3 separate regions of the Sus scrofa genome follow, and regions 2 and 3 are each linked to region 1. The links are chromatin contacts, called in public Hi-C and HiChIP or PLAC-seq maps. All regions are on one chromosome and are shown on one strand. Each heading gives the region's core, a stretch centred on a gene start, on an enhancer-like site or on the middle of the called end of the contact. The rest is flanking DNA. Distances are from core to core; before and after follow the strand shown.

Region 1 (3,470 bases), core at 924-3,423:
AGGAAGGAATCTCCCCCTTCCATCCTTCCTCCTCTCCTGCTAAAGAAATGGACCTGGTTCCCACCAGTGCCTTGGAAGCCAACCACCCCTCTCTCCTGGGGTGATGGAGACCACAGACCCAGGGCTCCCACCTCCAAAGGCTGCACGGTTCCTAAATCGACCCTCTACCATTTAATTGCTGGTCACTGGGAACAGCCTTTAGCGACAGCGACAGAAATAGGCAGGGGCAAAGGAAAAGCAACAGTTCTCTATTTTGTTCTTTCAACATCTATACTTCTTAGCTTTACCAGTCCTAAAGATTGTAACTTTTCTAGAAGATAAAGCAAATTTATTTCTCCTGTCAGTTGATGATTTTAACTGGGAAAACAACCCCAACAAAGCCTAAAACAGGAGAGTCCCAGCTGTAGAAAAAAGCAATGTATTGGGTCAGAAAATGAGCTATATTCCTTTTGTGCGTTCTTTCTAATACACGTAAATGTATTCTTTGAGAGAAGCAGAGGATACTTCTATAGATAAAGGAATAAATAAATTGTGGTGTAGCCACACAATGGAGTATTATTCAGCCACAAAAACAGATAAACCTTGAACATTATGGTAAGAGAAAGAAGCCAGACACAAAAGGTCACATACTGTAGGATTCCATTTATATGAAATATCCTGAACAGATAAATCCACAGAGACAGCAGACTGGTGGTTGCCAGGGTATGGGGGAAGGAGGAATGGGGAGGAACTGTTTAATGGTACAGGCTTTTCTTTTGGAGTGATGAAAATGTTTTGGAACTAGATAGAGGCGGTGGTTGCACAACACTGTGAGTGTACTAAATGCCACTGAAGTATTCACTTTAAAATGGTTAAGTGGTTTTAAATGGTTTATGTTATATACACTTCAGGTCATTTAAAAAATTAATTTGTTACATAGAGGATGAGCAAGACAAGATGCATATGTGAAAAGACTGCCCATAAACTCCTAGGGAAAAGATAAGTGTGTGTATTTTTGCTGGTACTCTGCGTCTACTTGATCACAACACAAAGTTCATGCTAAGCTGTAGAGACTCTGCCATTTTGCTCTGTGTGTGTGCCTTTCTGAAAAGACAGGGACGGGAACAGAAAGTGAAGAAAATAGAATGGTAAAGCCTTGCCAAATGCAAGGGAAGGAGGGGTGATTCCCCCTGCTGCACCCCACCCAACTTGGCACCAGGAGCAACGCTCCCATTAAGGTTTCGAAATGCCAGCAGCAGCTGAAATCAGCACAAGCTTCTCTGCCTGGATAAGAGGCAAGCCACCTAGCAAGAAAAGCTGGGGTGCTCCATTTGTTGCCCTTACTGGCATCAGCACCACCCTTTGCTCAAAACGCCGAGCTGGCCCAGACCGACATCGGTGACTGGCTCCCCCAGACCAGCCAGCCCGCCCAACAGTGAGAGCTTGTTACCGCTCGTGTGCCATGCTCCTGAGGAGCCCCAGTCTACTTCATCTCACCTGCCTTCCAAGATCCCTGCCTCCAACACCATTAAAAATGGGGCCTAGAGGCTCCTAGACCTTTCCCAGGTGCAGCTTGAAATAAATATCCTCTCAGCCCCTCCCTCCCTCTCAGGCCCACTCAATAACCCACGGACCCCTATCCGCACAGACGTAAACGCGGCATCGCTGCCTTGGAGACACTGTGAGACAAGAATGCGCGCCCCTCATGCCCCTGCTTGGCACCACTATCCGGCCACAGCCATCCCATCCCACCTTACCTAACTGCCGTCTCAAAGACCCCTCACTCACTTGGTACCATGCCTCTGCCACTTCCCTGACACCAAAGCCGTCACAGGTGTCCCTCAGTTAAACACCGACGCCCCCTTACATCCTGTCCACTCCAGACATGGGTGCCCCTCTTGGGACCCGTCGACTCTTGACAACATCCCTTCAGCCCCCTCCAGCCAGGCCTCGACGACCCCCAGACCTCCAGCCTGGCCCAGACGCTCCCTCCCCCTTACCTGCGGGGGTTCGGCCCTGGCTGACAGGGGGCTGGGCAGCGCCTGGAGGAGCAGGAGCGCCATGCCACCCAGGAGCCTTCTCCTCTCCATCCCCCTCCTGCTCCTGCTCCTCCGCCACGGCGCCGCCGCCTCCCTCCTCCTCCTCCCTCTCCTCCTCTTCCCTCTTCTTCCTTCTTCCCTTCTTTTCCTGTTTCACTCTCCCCACCCGCTTCCGGCTCTGCTCCACCCCGCCCAGCCGAAACACCTCCCAGACGCTGGGATGGTTCTCCAGTTCCAGCGCTTCATTGGTTTTATCCCTTTTTCCATTGGTTAAAACAGCCGTCGATCAAATACAAGTCCCGCCCCCTCATGATGTCGGAAGACCGGAGAGAGCTGGCCAATGAAAAGTAGGAGGAAGCCGGGCCATCTTGAGTGCTGCGAGGAGGCGTAAACGCGTGCTGCTCCGCAGAGAGTGGCGGAAGTAGCTGGAATCACGGGGCTGGGCAATCCAAAACATGTATAGAAGTCCATTTTGGTGCCGCCATCTTGAGTGTGGCGGAAGATTTCCCCAGTTCAGCAAAGAAAGGGAAGGGGTATAGCAATTCTAAGGGGTGTTGGAAAATAAGTTCATTTTAGAAGGTAACCGAGCGCTCTGAAAGACAACTGCAGTCTAAAGAGCTTTTGATGTCTTTTGTCTTTAAGCATAGCCCCAGTACCAGGTCCCGCTCGTGATCTCAAACAGTGGTTTCAGTCAATTTGAATTCCCTATAAGGCAGTACCTTTATTTGAGACAGTGCTTTGTCACCACAAATGAGAGAGACGAAATTCTATTGATTCTACCTTAAAAATAGGTCTGAAATCCATCCCCATTGCTTCAATCCATGTTCTCATTTTCTGGCTAAATACAAATGGTCTCTTCTGTCCCAGTTCCAATTCTTTCTTGAATCCCTTTCACCAACCAAAGCTGGGGTGCTCTACCACCTAAAACCAAGAATTCTCATCTCAGGGCTTCCCCTCTCGAAATACTTCAACCACCTGGACTGGACTTATAGTCCCAACTTTTAACATGCTTCTTTGTGTGTCCTGGTCCCAGCATACCTCTTTATCTCACCCACTGCCGCTTCACTTCCCACATCCTGCTCACACGTAACAGTTTAGAGCTCCCCAGAGTACTGAGCTATGCAGTGCCCTTAACTTCATTTACACTTTACACAGTTTCCTGTTTACAAACTCCTCATTCCCACCCCCTCCTCTCTTCTGAATTCACATAACACTTAGCACACAGTGTATCTATCTGTAGTTTCTGCCTGCTTGACCCCTCCCACTAGACGTGTAGCTTTTTGTATGGCACACCAGATCTTACACATTTTTTTTTAAAGAAACTCCTACAGCACCTTGTACAGGGCCCAGTCACGAGCTCAATCAATGTTGGGAGAATAAACGAACAAAAGAAGACCCAAAGCAGAGAAGCCAGCTGCCCTGTAGCTGCCAATTTCCTCTCAAAAAACCTGC
Region 2 (3,606 bases), core at 800-3,299, 430 kb before region 1:
CCACACCACTTTACATTCTTTTGATATCACGAAGCTTGAAAATTGTTGCCAATTTCAGTTTTAATTTCCATTTCACTAGTTAGTACTGAGGTTGGGCATCTTTTTCTGTGCTTATTGGAAATTTATATTTTCTTTTCTGTGAACAGCCTATTTATATTTTTGGCCTACTCTTCTAGTGGATTTTTTTCCTTATTGATTTGTTGAGTCCTTTTTATGTTCCAGATACAAATCCTTTATTTTATGTATTATAAATGTTTTCTCCTAGTCTGTTATGTCTTAGCTTTGTTTCCCATTTCTTTCCCTAAGTTATTTCATCTGATTAAAAAAAATTTTTTTTTCTGGAAGTTCTCATGTGGCGCAGTAGGTTAAGGATCTAGCGTTGCTATAGCAGTGGCATGGATTTGATCCCTGGCCAAGGAACTTCCATATGACACAGGTGTGGCCAAAAAACTTTTTTCTTTCTTTTGGAAAGGAACTTATTGATTATAAAAGTAATACAAACAGTGTAGAAAAGGAAGTTCCCTTGTGGCACAGCAGGTTAAGGATCCGGTGTTGCTATAGCCATGGAGCAGGCTGCAAGTTTGGTTAGAGTTTTATCCCTGGCCCAGAACTTTCACATGCTGAGGGTGCAGCAAAAAAAAAAAAAAAAAAAAAAGTAGAAAATTTGGGAAATTTATGAAAAAGTATGAAGAAGAAACCACTCCAAAGTCTTATCACTTAGAGTAAACCACTATGAACATAGTACTTATTTCCTTCTAAGTACTTAGAAACCCCTATGAACGTAAGTACTTATTTCCTTCCTTATTTCCTTCTATCTATCTATCTACCTACCTACCTATCTTTGCTTAGTGACATGATCTTTAGACACAAACTCTGGCCTTTTTCCATGCACGCTGGTTTAGTGTTAGACTACCTTCCAATCCTACTTCATCTCCCCACATATCCTGAAAAATCTAGTAGGTGAGAAGCCCAAAGTCCATCCTCAGCTGACTTGAACTGCAGTTGGCTCAAAAACTCAAGAGAGGGTAAAAATGCTCCAGCAGAGCACTTAAAAAAAAAAGTCTTGGAGGGATTTCTGGTAGTTCTCGGCTGAGTGGTAATGAACCCGTCTAGGATGCACGAGGCGGGTTTGATCTCTGGCCTCGCTCAGTGGGTTAAGGATCCAGTGTTGCCATGAGCTGTGTATGTAGGTCAAAGACATGGCTCTGATCCCGTGTTGCTGAGGCTGTGGTATAAGCCGGTAGTGCAGGTGCCAGAACTTTATTGCATGAATGCAAGGAGGAAGGAGGACGCTAGATCCTGCTTTGCTCTGATGGAACCGCAGACAGTCTTGGACAACAAACTCTAAAGGAGCCACAGTCAAACTGACTAGGTGCATGAGAAGAATGAGGACAAAGACCCTCAAAACCAGGGCATAGGAGGAACAATGGAAGGAACAGGAGATACTGGTCTTGAATAAGAAAAGACCTTAGGCAGAAGTGTTTAAGTACCTTAAAAGTAGAAGATGTTAGAGAAATTAGACCTGTTCTCTGAGGTTCCAAGGGTAGGACTTGGCCAGAGAGTGAAAGTTCAGAACTGGGTATGATGAGGTCAGGTAGCTCGCCCAAAGGTGACACAGTTTGTAAGTTGTGGAACTGGGATTCGAACCCTGGTGAACTCTAAAGCAGGTACTTTTAGTTATCTTTGGAATTCAAGCGTTGTTTGGGAGTCTGGACCGGATAGTTTTTGAAGTCTCTGGACTGGAAGTTTCTATGGCTGTGAAGACAGATGCTCCCACCCTCGAAGAAAAAGCGTCGGAGTAAGCAAGGTAGTCAGGGCCCGGCAGAAAGACTAGGCATGGAGACCTAAAGGATAAGGAAGGGTTGTTAACGTGCGTCAACCCACAGCTCGGCAGCAGGCAGTGTTGTCTGAAGATTCCCAGACTCGCGAGTCGCGGGCCTGTTTAGTGGCTTCTATATCGCTGCGCAGCCAGGGAGCGTCGCGGCAACGGTGTTCTGCGGCTGCGCGGGGGAACGGAACAGCGCGCCGGTCCCTGGCCGGGCGCGAGCAGGGGGCGGGGACCGGGCCGGGGCGGCGGGGGCGGGGAGGGCGCGCGCCCAGGCGGCTGCGGCAGTTGCGCGCTGGGATTGCTGCCGTGCGGCGGGGCCGGTGAGTGCGGTGGGACCCGCGGGCGGGCGGGGAAAGAGCGGGCGGGCGAGGGAGGGTGCGCGGCAGAGCGCGCGACCTGGGTCAGGGGTCCCCGCCTGCCGCCGCCCGGGCCCCACCCGTTCGCTGCGCCCCTCAAGCCCCTCTTGGTCCGAGCGCCCGCCTGCGAGCCCGCGGACCTCGCACCGGCGCCTCCTCACACACCCAGCCCCAAGTCACCCCCGCCTCTGAGCAGCCCTTTCCTCCGCGCCGCAGCGACGCCCCCAGCCCCACGTCACGGTCGCGCCATTGTTTCCCGGCCTTGGGCTCGCGGGGACCCGCCTTTCCTTGGAGCGCGGCCCTTCGTCTCTGCAGCCAGCCCTGCCGCGTTCCGGCCCGTTTCCCCGCTTTTCCCTCACACTGGTGGCAGCCCCCATCCCGCCGCAGGCGGACACCCCTTTACTCAGATCTGCTTATTTTTTCGGGCCGACGGCGGGCTTCCTCTCCCGAAGCCTGCTTGTCTGCTCTCTTAACCGGCCTCCCCACCCCTTGCGCGATCCCGGTCGACCGCGAGGAACTAGCCGGCTTCCGAGTTAGTACGCAGGGTTGAGAACGTTGTAGCAAGAACCACAAGAAATTGCCAACTGATTGCCCACATGCCAGTTTTGTCGTTTGCAGCACTTCCTGGAAAGCGCACATCGAATTGCAAGCCTCCACAAAAACCGTGCTTGTTATTTTCCAGTTGCTCCCAAGTCAGGGGCCAGCTGTCCGGTGGCAGTCAATGCGTTGCCATTTCCTGGGGACCCCCGAAGCTCTCGAGAGAGCGGGCCGAGAGTGAGATGCAAATCTGAGGCCTAACCACTAGTTGTAAGCGTGACGTTTGGGAGTTTTGACTCCGGTAGGCCTCAGCTGTTCAAGGCTGTAGGTAGAGCTGGGTGTCAGATGTAGTGGTTTCCCTTGCTCTCGGCTTTGGGCCGTTGTTTTGAGGATGCATTCTAAGTGCAGTGCTCTGCAATGACTAGTCACCAACCATTTATAAGGTTGTGTGTGCGCGAGTGTGCATGTCCAGGTGCAGACTGGTTCCTCTTGATTGAACTTGTTTCATAATGTCTCTACAACTCTTTTGCCTCTTAAGGCAGCGGATGCAAACTCTGCTACCTGTAATGTGAAACAGTGCCATTCACCGTGAAAACTTAATATTATTGAGGTCTTTTTCTATATTTACCTGGACACTTTTCAGTAGTGATTAGAATTTACCAAGATGAAAACATCCGGGCCTGAAGAGGTTAAGTTCAAGAAGACACAGCTAGTAATTAAAAGCAGAACTCCACATGCTGGGCTGATGCTAGCACACAGACCTTATTTTTGAAATGCATTTCTGTGGCAATATCAGCAGCTACATTTCGGTAGTATGGGTTGCTGCATTATTCTTATCAACCCAGTATTTAGATTTTAGAGTTTAGTGACCAACTAATCTGTAAA
Region 3 (3,643 bases), core at 636-3,135, 450 kb before region 1:
CTTTTTTTTTTTTCTTTTTTGATTATAGCCATCCTACTGGCAGTGGGGTGATATCTCACTGTGGTTTTGATTTGAGTTTCCGTAATGATTAGTGATGTTGAAGGTCTTTTCATGTGCTTATTGGCCTTTTGTTTATCTTTTTTGCAGAAGTATGGACACCAGGAGCTCCCCTTGTGGCGCAGTGGTTAATGAATCTGACTAGGAACCATGAGGTTGCAGGTTCGATCCCTGGCTGTACTCAGTGGGTTAAGGATCCAGCGTTGCTGTGAGCTGTGGTGTAGGTTGCAGACTCGACTTGGATCCCGCGTTGCTGTGGCTCTGGTGTAGGCCGGCTGCTACAGCTCCGATTAGACACCTAGCCTGGGAACCTCCATATGCCGAGGGTGCATCCCTAGAAAAGCCAAAAAAAAAAAAGAAATATGGATACCAGCCCTCTGCCCATTTTTGAATCAGCTAGTTTTTTTTTGATGTTATTCTTCCATTCCATGATTTGCCCTTTTTCTCTGTTAAGAGTATATTTTGGTGCACAAACATTTTTAATTTTGATGTAATCCACTTTATATTTTCTTTGTTGCCTGTGCTTTTGATATCGTATTCGCCAATAATTTTTTTTTTTTTGTCTTTTGTCTTTTTAGGGCCGCACCCACAGCACATGGAGGTTCCCAGGCTAGGGGTCCAATCAGAGCTATTGCTGCTGGCCTATGCCACAGACACAGCAATGCCAGATCCCAGCTGTGTCTGTGACCCACACCACAGCCCACGGCAAAACCGGATCCTCAACCCACTGAGTGAGGCCAGGGATCGAACCTGAAACCTCATGGTTCCCAGTTGGATTTGTTTTCCACTGCGCCACGACAGGAACTCCTCACCAACAATTTTTAAATACATAAATGTATATCCTTCCACTGTCTGTTTATCATCCTGCCATGGTTTCCCTCTTTCAGACTCCTTCATGATCTAGTCTTTGTACTTCTTCCGTCTTACCTCTTGGTGAGAGCTTCACCCAAATTGTACTTATCAAGTCATTATGAATTACTGCATAGCTCTGAGCAGTCACCATTCTTTACACTGGCTAGCCCACTTCCTCTCCCTCCTCTCTTTTCACTAAACTACCTTTCATTCACATTTTAAGGCTTCTTCAGGAGTTCCATGGTAGCTCAGTGGGTAAAAGATCCAGCATTGTCACTGCAGCAACTCAGGTCATTTTTGCGGCTTGAGTTTGATCCCTGGCCCTGGGAACCTCCACATACTAAGGGAATTGGCCAAAATAATAATAATTATAGTAGTAGTAGTAGTAATAATACCTCTGTAAGTACCTCCTCCTCCAGGAAGACTTCTTTGACTTTTCCAGCGTTACAAGTCTTCCTTGTCCTTCCGTTGTTTACTTTTACTATAACACATATCAGACTGCTTTAAGTGTTGACTCATTTATGTATGTCCTATTCCTCCAGGTAGGCTGTAAATTCCTTAAGGGCAAGGGCCCTATCCCTATCTTGTCATCCGCATGCTGCTCAAACTGAGTCGAACAATTAAACTGGGATCTCTGCCACTGTGCAGTTGTTTTGACCTTCAGAAGACTAGTTAAACTCCGTGGGCCTCAGTTTTCTCATAACCTTAACTGTGGTGACTTATTGAGATTATATTTGTAAAGTGCTTGGTGCTTGCTCTGGCCCAGAGTAAATGGTCAACAGAAATGAGCTGTTATTCTCAGCAACATGTTGACCGGATAGCTCAAACGCTTAATCAGGTGTATGACTTCAGACAAAATTCTTCAGTTCCCAAGGCCTCAGTTTTTCCTTCTGTAAAGCGAGATGTTCCTGGAGCCTTGGTAGCAGCTGTTCCCAAATGAGGCTACTCATTGCAATCATCTGGGGAGCTTTAAAAATACTGTTGTCTAGGTCCCTCCCCCAAAGGCTCTGATTTAATTGGCGTGCAGTACAGCCAGGCAAGGGTATTTTTCCCTGGTGATTCTAATGTTCAGCCAGAATTGTGAACCACTGATCTAAAGTTTCTTCCAGATATAACATGTGGAGATAACAAGTTGAGCTGCCAGGATTCTTTGGAGGCAGGAGAAGGGACTGCCTCCCAGCATTCCTCTGCTATCACCCTTTGTTAGTGGAGCAGGAAGCGTTATTGAACAGGCTCACTAAGCTGGAATTCCAAGAGTATTTGTAGATTCCTGAGTGTTTAATACTTAGAGAGCTTACTCCATCCCAGAGAGACCTGGGGGACCAGGACTCCGAGAAAGAAGAAACTGGCTTCTCCTTGCCCCACTGCTCTAAGCCAAGGCCTAGGAGTCTACCCTGGAGCCTTGTACTGTGGGGTCCTGGTTGGGCTGGAGGAGAAGGTGGAGGGAAGGATCCCTGGTAGAAACCTAGTTATAACTTGGGGCCTTGACCAGGTTATAAATACACATTCTTCTGGTGCTTTTAAACCAGGATCAGAGCCATTACTTATATGATTCCCAAAACAACTTTGAGAAATACAGAGCAGACATTACTGCCTCCGTTTCATAGAAGAGAAAAACAAGTTTCCGAATTGTTGAAGGCCTCACACTGTGGGTTAGCAGCAGGGCCAGCATGATGGGTCCTGGGGTCTGACTCCGCTTCCTGGCCTCTCACCGTGTCTGGGAAGAAAACACACCCAGCGTGAGATAATAGAAAACATAATAGCGGTCTCTTTCCCTGGTTTCTGGCACAGAAGATCCCAAAATGCTTGTAATTTCCTGGGTAATGGGGCTCTTTGTTCTATTGAGGTGACTCTGGGTGGCTCCTGGATGAGCACCGGAAAGACCAAGCCATGATTAGAAGCTTGGAATTTTTCTTTTTTCTTTTTCTTTGTTTGTCTTTTTAGGGCTGCGCCCGCGGCATATGGAGGTTCCCAGGCTAGGGGTCTAATCGGAGCTATATAGCTACCGGCCTGTACCACAGCCACAGCAACGCCAGATTCGAGCCTGTTTTCGACCTACACCACAGCTCATGGCAATGCTGGATCCTTAACCCACTGAGCAAGGCCAGGGATCAAACCCACAACCTGATGGTTCTTAGTTGTATTCGTTTCCGCTGCACCACGACAGGAACTCCAGAAGCTTGGAATTTTCATCCCTGGCCCCCATTCTCGTAAGAAGGGAGATGGGCTGGAAATGGAGTTATATCAGTCATGCCCAGGTAATGAAACCTCCATAAAAAGTTGGTAGCTCCCAAAAGTTTGGAGCTCAGGGAGCTTCCATCTTGGTGAACATATCCTCGTACCAGGAGGAAGACCCATCCCGACTTCACTGAGACAGAAGCTTCTGGGCTCAGATCCTCTCAGACCTCACCTTTTGTATCTCTTCATCTGGCTGTTCGTCTGTGCCCTTTATCATAACCCTTAATAAACTGGTACATGTAAGACAAGGTGTCTCTGAGTTCTAAGAGCTGCCCTAGTAAATAATCAAATCCAAGGGGGGAAGAGGTTATGGGAACCTCTGATTTGTAGCCAAGTCAGGCGGAAGTTGTGGATAACCTTGTGATTGGCATCTGAACTTGGGGGAGGGGGTGCAGTCTCATGGGACCAAGTCTTTAACTTGTGGGCACTGACGCTATCTCTTGTAGGGAGTGTCAGAATTGAGTTAGATGGTAGAACACCCCACTGTTCACAGAGG

The links. Hi-C and Micro-C count contacts between places; a contact is called where the count stands out from the background. HiChIP or PLAC-seq counts read pairs in DNA pulled down with a chosen protein or histone mark.
Region 2: an H3K27ac HiChIP or PLAC-seq map of alveolar macrophages shows a contact between it and region 1. The contact joins the promoter of NT5C2 here to the promoter of WBP1L in region 1. A contact is called at or near these places in 1 of 5 promoter capture datasets (liver) and 1 of 2 datasets of contacts at active chromatin or transcription factors (alveolar macrophages).
Region 3: a Hi-C map of skeletal muscle shows a contact between it and region 1, with 2.6 times the contacts expected there. The contact joins the enhancer-like site here to the promoter of WBP1L in region 1. A contact is called at or near these places in 6 of 47 Hi-C or Micro-C datasets (alveolar macrophages, embryonic fibroblasts, mesenteric adipose tissue and 3 more) and 2 of 2 datasets of contacts at active chromatin or transcription factors (alveolar macrophages and skeletal muscle).

The regions. Positions count from the first base shown.
Region 1 is chr14:113,736,461-113,739,930 of Sscrofa11.1, reverse strand. WBP1L (WW domain binding protein 1-like) reads right to left here and starts at 2,173. Exons shown (of 4, transcript XM_001929157.7): 1 at 1,980-2,173. The coding sequence starts at 2,069.
Region 2 is chr14:114,165,903-114,169,508 of Sscrofa11.1, reverse strand. It overlaps NT5C2 (cytosolic purine 5'-nucleotidase), which reads left to right and starts at 2,049. Exons shown (of 18, transcript XM_001929278.6): 1 at 2,049-2,148. All of the region lies in intron 10 of PCGF6 (polycomb group RING finger protein 6), which reads left to right.
Region 3 is chr14:114,185,138-114,188,780 of Sscrofa11.1, reverse strand. All of the region lies in intron 10 of PCGF6 (polycomb group RING finger protein 6), which reads left to right. Among named protein-coding and RNA genes, the nearest start is that of NT5C2, 19 kb to the right of the region's middle. Within about 2 kb of position 1,885, at least 16 of the 83 cell types and tissues checked have an H3K27ac peak or open chromatin away from gene starts, as enhancers often do. A contact at or near this core is called in mesenteric adipose tissue and skeletal muscle, where this site is marked.